Regions from separate parts of the Macaca mulatta genome. Here region 1 is linked to region 2. Evidence: chromatin contacts called from public Hi-C data. All regions are on one chromosome and are shown on one strand. The core of a region is the stretch at or near the end of the contact, and the rest is flanking DNA. Distances in the headings are between cores, read along the strand shown. Region 1 holds the start of ZNF839 (zinc finger protein 839). Region 2 holds the start of HSP90AA1 (heat shock protein 90 alpha family class A member 1).

Region 1 (3,365 bases), core at 823-3,322, 220 kb after region 2:
AATGAAACTATCATTGTCATGAAAGACACAAAAGGCAGGGACACCATATTAAAAGAGACCAAAGAGATGTGACAACAGAATGCAATTTGTGATTCTTGATTGGACTGTAGAACAAATATAAACAACTATAACAGATGTTATTGGGATAAATGGAAAGACTGAAATACGGACTGTATATTAGAGTATTGTATCATCGTTAAATGTTCTAAATGTGTTATTTGTAATGTGATGATGTAGGAGAATGTCCTTGTTCTTGGCAGATAACTGCTGAAAGAAGTGGTGAATTATCAGTAGTCTACAACTAACTCTTGAAAGGTCCAGTGAAAATAAATACACAAATGGGAGAGAGAAAACACCAGAGCGAAAGTGAGCACACAAAAATAAGGCAAAATGGTGCGTCTAAGTGAAGGACGGGTTTATAAATATCCAGTGTACCGCTCTTGCAACTTTCCTGTACATCTGAAAATTTTCAAAACAAACAGATGGGAAGAAAAAAGGAATACAGTACAAAATATGTGCAGTATACATAGTCTGCACTGTAAGTAAAAGTGTAAAGTCTTTTGTAGACTTTTGATTCTAACTACAGTTTTGTAGTGCGTTAATGAAAAAGGTAAACATTAAACAATATCCAACAAAAGAAAATAAAAATAAAAATGCCTTGTAAAGGGTGAATGAATTATTTTAAATATTATGCAACGTACACTATTGACAATTAGAACACAACACAAATTTAACATTATAACTACTCCTAACATAATCTTTTCACAGCAAAGGTCTGAATTTTTACTGCACCTCTGGTTCACAGCCATAAACAATTATATATGTACAGTAATAATAAAAAATCATTCTAGCTGCTTGCACTCGGATTGTCAATAATCCACAAATCCTACCAGAGGTAAATTTTTTTACCCGTTACATTTTCTAGAATGACTACCTCATTTTCCAACTCTGAAGTAACAGCTTTTAACTAAAAGGTTGCTTCAAAATGACTATTAAAAAATGGTTCCTATAAAACACTACTGCTTGACCCAAAAAATAAAATAAAGCACACAGCCCAGCTTTCCTCTCAATTGGACACTAAACCAGTACCATGAAAAGGCAGGGAGCCACACTATAAGCGCTCCCTGCGTTTCTGCCGAATCTTCAAGAAAAGAATGTCAGGTTCGAGCCAGCATTTAAAAAAATAAAATGAGGCCGGGCGCGGTGGCTCAAGCCTGTAATCCCAGCAGTTTGGGAGGCCGAGACGGGCGGATCATGAGGTCAGGAGATCGAGACCATCCTGGCTAATACGGTGAAACCCCGTCTCTACTAAAAAATACAAAAAACTAGTCGGGCGAAGTGGCGGGTGCCTGTAGTCCCAGCTACTCGGGAGGCTGAGGCAGGAGAATGGCGTGAACCCGAGAGGAGGAGCTTGCAGTGAGCTGAGATCCGGCCACTGCACTCCAGCCTGGGTGACAGAGCAAGACTCCGTCTCAAAAAAAAAAAAATAAATAAATAAATAAATAAATAAAATGAATCACACTCAACTCCCTAAACTTCAATGTAAGAACTACGCACCGGCACCAAATATGCCTGAACGGGACTTAGGTCGGCTCTCCGAGACCCCAAAGTTCCCAACCTAGCCCCAACCCCTCGAGCTTCCCCCAGGGGCACCGGCTTCTTCCAGCCAAGGGGGATTCGGGGTCCACATGCAGAGCCGCCACGGCAGAAGGCGACGACGCCCGGCCCCGCCGGCCCCACAGGCCCCTCAAGCTCCCCCAGTCCCTCCCGCCCCCGCCACTCGCTCTCCAGTCCCTGCCCCCATCCCTGGTCCCACTCACTCTTCATCTTGGATGCGGAAGCTGGCGACAACCCCTTGCCGACACTGGACGGAAAAGAAAAACGCAGGAAGGGTGTCCCCCTGCTTTCCACTTCCCTGAGGCGGGGTCCCGCACTAGGATCTCCGTGGTGGTCCCTCGAAGGAGAGCGTTAGCATCCGGCCGCCATGTTGTGTCCCTGTCACCCTAGCAACCGTCAGGCCCTGAACGCCACGACCTGTCGCTCGCGCGTGCGCAAGATGCTCCGCCCGTATACGCGTGCGCAGTGAAGCCCGTTCGCTCAGCAGGGTTGCTAAGCAACCTCTCCGGCGCTTCCATGTAAATACTGTGCAATTCCCCGCCTTCGCACAGAGGCGACTTTCACCCGGCTCGCTTTCTTTGCTGGCCTGGGAACTGAACGATTTGGAACCCACTACGTGGACGATAGCCTTGAGCTTTAATTGGGCTTGGGAGCTTCTACGCGAATTTTTTTTTTTTTTTTTTTTTTTTGAGACGGAGTCTCGCTTTGTCGCCCGGGCTGGAGTGCAGTGGCACGATCTTGACTGACTGCAACCTCCCACTCCCGGGTTCAAGCGATTCTCCTGCCTCAGCCTCCTGAGTAGCTGGAATTACAGGTGCCCGCCAACAAACCCGGCTAATTTTTATATTTTTCGTAGAGACGGGGTTTCACTATGTTGGCCAGGCTGGTCTCGAACTCTTGACCTCAAGTGATCAGCCCGCCTTGGCCACCCAAAATGCTGGGATAATAGGCGTGAGCCACAGCGACTGGGCAGTTTTTCTTTTCTTTTTCTTTTTCTTTTTTCTCTTTTTTTTTTTTTTTTTTTTTATGAGACAGAGTCTCGCTCTGTTGCCCAGGTTGGAGTGTAATGGAGTGATCTCGGCTCACTGCAACCTCTGCCTCCCGAGTTCAAGCAATTCTCCTGACTCAGCCTCCTGAATAGCTGGGATTACAGGCATATCCCACAATGCCCAGCTAATTTTTTTTTTTTTTTTTTTTTTTTTTTTTTTAGTAGAGATGGGGTTTCACCACGTTGGCCAGGCTGGTCTTGAACTCCTGACCTCAAGTAGTATGCCTGCCTTGGCCTCCCAAAGTGTTGGGATTACAGGCGTGAGCCACCACTCCCAGCTCATTCAACAAATATTATTAAACACCTATTTGCCAGGTATTGCTCTAGGCATGTGGGATACATGAATAAAAAAGACTGGCACCAAAGCATCTCATGATATTTCAGAGCAATAGGGAGAGTGAGAAGTTCCAAAAGTATCAAAAGAGAAAAACTGATCATATCCAAAAGATTGGGTTCCAGCATGATGTTGGACTTCTCAGCAGCAAAACTAGACATAGTAGACAGAGAAGTGCAGCTTTCCAAGTACCAAGGGACAGTAACCTCTATCCTAAAATTTTCTAATTATTAGCCTAGTGTGAGGGTAAGAAGAAAGATGTGGGCCAGGCAAAGTTGCTCATGCCTGTAATCCAGGCACTTTGGGAGGCCAAGGCAGGAGGATCACTAGAGCTCTGAAGTTCAACACCAACCTGAGCAAGATAGT
Region 2 (3,164 bases), core at 80-2,579:
TGCAACACCCCACCATTCCGCCACTGACTTAACCAGTGAGTGTTCAGGTACCTACCTGTGTCTGTCCTCACTGTAAATGATCCCCCTGCTGAGGACTCCCAGGCGTACTGCTCATCATCGTTATGTTTGGTGATCACAGTTACTTTCTCAGCAACCAAATAAGCAGAATAAAAACCAACACCGAACTGGCCAATCATGGAGATATCTGCACCAGCCTGCAAAGCTTCCATGAACGCTTTGGTCCCAGACTTGGCGATAGTACCAAGGTTATTGATCAAGTCAGCCTTGGTCATCCCAATTCCAGTATCCACAATAGTGAGGGTTCGATCTTGTTTATTTGGTATCAGGTTAATATGCAGCTCTTTCCCAGAGTCTAATTTACTGGGATCCGTCAAGCTCTCATAGCGGATTTTGTCCAATGCCTATTAACACAAAATATTAATTAAGCATACAGCCCCCAAGAAGTTCATATTGAAACCAAAATCCTATTCTGGGTTAATAAACGACTTACATCTGATGAATTTGAAATTAGCTCTCTTAGAAAGATCTCTTTGTTCGAATAAAAAGTATTGATAATCAATGACATCAACTGGGCAATTTCTGCCTGAAAGGCGAACGTCTCAACCTCCTCCTCCTCCATCGGTTGGTCCTGGGTCTGCGTTTCCTCAGGCATCTGGAACGACACCGCGCCGGTTTAAAACCCTGCAGGGCGTCTACAGGGGCAACACGAGATTCCATCGCGTCCTCCCAATATTTTTAAAGCCGGATTGCAGATTTGCGAAGTTTAAGTAAACCGAAAATAGAAGGGCGGCTGACAAAGGATGACCTCATTTCGGAGCGCGGTAACTACCACGAGCGTGTGCGCGCTTCCGGGAGGCCACTGCAGGCCCGGCCCAGTCCCGCGCCGCGGTCCCCAACCGACACCCCGTGTGCCCTCCCGCGCGGGCCGCGGCTCCGCCAGGGCGGCCTCCTCCGCCTGCGCCCCAGCTGGGCCGCCCGGGGGGCCCCCAGCCAAAGGGCCGCTCTGCTCGCGTGCGGCGCCAGCTCCGGGGCTGCCGCGGAGACTCGGGGAGCAGCCGCCCAGCCCATTCCTGAGGCGGGCTGCGGAGACAGCAGCGGGCCCACGGCCTCCGGAATAGGCAGCGCGGCCTCCCGGGAGAGCGGCCCTGGCGGGTTCAGGGCTCCCGTTCGGCCCCCACAGCCTCCGCTCCGCGCCAACCGCCCCCACTCCCCAATCCACCTCCACAGGCCCCCACAACCGCCCCTCACACCTTGGCTAAAAGGCTGCAAACGTTCCACGGCACAGCAGCACCAAGACGCTGAAGCAACTGACGCGCCGCCCCCGCGCCTGCCTTATATAGCGACGGGCCCGCCCAGCGCGCGGCGCTTTTTCCAGAAGCCTCCCGAACCTTCCGGAAGAACCCTCCCCAACCGCCGCCGCGGCCGCGCGCCTGCGCCTGCGCCCTCGCCGTGGCCCGCCCCTCCCGCTGGCGCGCGCAGGCCCTGCTCATGGCCCAGCCCGGGAAACCTTCCCTCAATCACCGCCCCGCGCCTCTCGCACGCCCCCGCGCCGACCTCAATGCGCCTGCGCGGCCTGGAATTCTCGGGAAGGTCCGGGCGCCTTCTGGGGCCGCCCGCGCCCTCCTCCCTGCACTCCCACCTGCCGAGCGCGGGCGGAGGGCACGCCCGGGCGTGGGGGCCTTTGAAGTGAGGTGTAGTTTGGTCACCCGGGCTGCGCAGAATGCGGGGCTGGGGCGGGAGGCGCGCCTGGAGGGAGGGCCGTGCGTGGACGGGGAGCGCCCCGGGTCTCGCACGCCCGGGAGACTACCGGAGCCGTCATCCTCACGGACGGCGCGCCCGCTGCCAAAAAATCCAGCCGCAGGCGGCGCCGGGATCGCGGGGCTCTGCTCCCTGGGGGCCTTTGGGCTGTTGGCTTCTAGCTGCTGCGCGCAGGGGACGCCGTCCCGCGGCCTGCGCGCTCGGGGAGTCTCCAGACCCACTGCTGGCTCAGGAGCGCTCCCTACCTTTGGGTTCCCCGGAAGCCATGTCCTTCACACTTCAGGGTCCCTTAGCTTGGGAATCGGGCCCTTGGTGAATAAATTCATGCTTACCCAGCTACACCCGGCATGCTTTTTAAAAGCCCATCGTTTTGCCGATCGATTTGAGGTCTCCAAATTAAGTATCTAACACTTGACATTTTGGTGATTAACCTTCCCTAAAAGACAGGTTTGGTGTTTTTTTGTTTTTGGACAGGCTGTCCCTCTGTCGCCCAGGCTGGGGTGCTGTGGCACAATCTTGGCTCACCGCAGCTTCGACCTCCCGGGCTCAGGTGATCCTCCTACTTCAGCTTTCCGAGTAACTGGGACGAGCGCGGGCGGAGGACCACAAGCGCGGACACCACACCCGGCTAGTTTTTGTATTTATTTGTATAGTTGGGGTTTCACCATGTTGCTCAGGCTGGAAGAACCAGTTTCTACATGAGAATTTTCAGATATTTTGGTCAAGGCCAGCTATGAGAACCTTAGAGGTGTTGGGGTTCCTTAGACTTGGCTCCCATGCCTCGTCCATGTCCTCTTCCTCTCTGGCGCCTCCCATGATTGGGCCTCCTCCTGCCTAAACTCATAGCCAGGTCCTCGGAATAATCTGGAAGCTCCTTACCGTGTAAACAAACGACGGAACTACCTCCGCTTCCTGGTCTCTAGGGAAACCAACTTACTCAGGAGCAGGGGTTTTCAGACTGCGGCCTGGGACCCTTTAAGAGTGTGTGAAATCAACATAAAGCGTCTTGCCCAGCATTACAAAGCGGGGTGGATGGAAACTAGCAGCCACGTGGCGCGGGCCCCAGCGGTGGTTACTGGGTGTGTGCCGGCTCCCGTGATAGCTGTTCCGCAGCCTTGGGGGGCGCCCCCGGCCCAGGCCTTCCCTACACTGCAGCCGGGACCGGCGGGGAGGAATCCGGAAGCAGGCGTGGCGGTGAGCAGGTCGCTGAAGGGGCGCAAGGTCTTCCCTGGCGAGTGCCTCCTCCGCCTGTTTCCTTCCTGTCACCACCAGCCACTGTCCCCACTCTCCTCACTTGGAACTTTTCCTACCGCAGTTTCTGCCATTGCCAATGGGGTTTGAGATTTCTTATAGAAGAGCCATCCCGGGCCCTAGCTCTGACAGTC

What was found. A called contact is a pair of places that touch in the nucleus more often than the background predicts.
Region 1: a contact with region 2 is called in a Hi-C map of fetal cortical plate, with 4 times the contacts expected there. The contact joins the promoter of ZNF839 here to the promoter of HSP90AA1 in region 2. A contact is called at or near these places in 4 of 14 Hi-C or Micro-C datasets (CD4 T cells, fetal cortex germinal zone, fetal cortical plate and 1 more).

The regions. Positions count from the first base shown.
Region 1 is chr7:175,663,085-175,666,449 of T2T-MMU8v2.0, forward strand. ZNF839 (zinc finger protein 839) reads left to right here and starts at 2,073. Exons shown (of 10, transcript XM_077941739.1): 1 at 2,073-2,135. It overlaps MOK (MOK protein kinase), which reads right to left and starts at 2,005. Exons shown (of 11, transcript XM_077941765.1): 1 at 1,821-2,005. The coding sequence starts at 1,827.
Region 2 is chr7:175,439,179-175,442,342 of T2T-MMU8v2.0, forward strand. It overlaps HSP90AA1 (heat shock protein 90 alpha family class A member 1), which reads right to left and starts at 1,330. Exons shown (of 11, transcript NM_001195667.1): 1 at 1,272-1,330; 2 at 512-673; 3 at 56-422. The coding sequence starts at 673.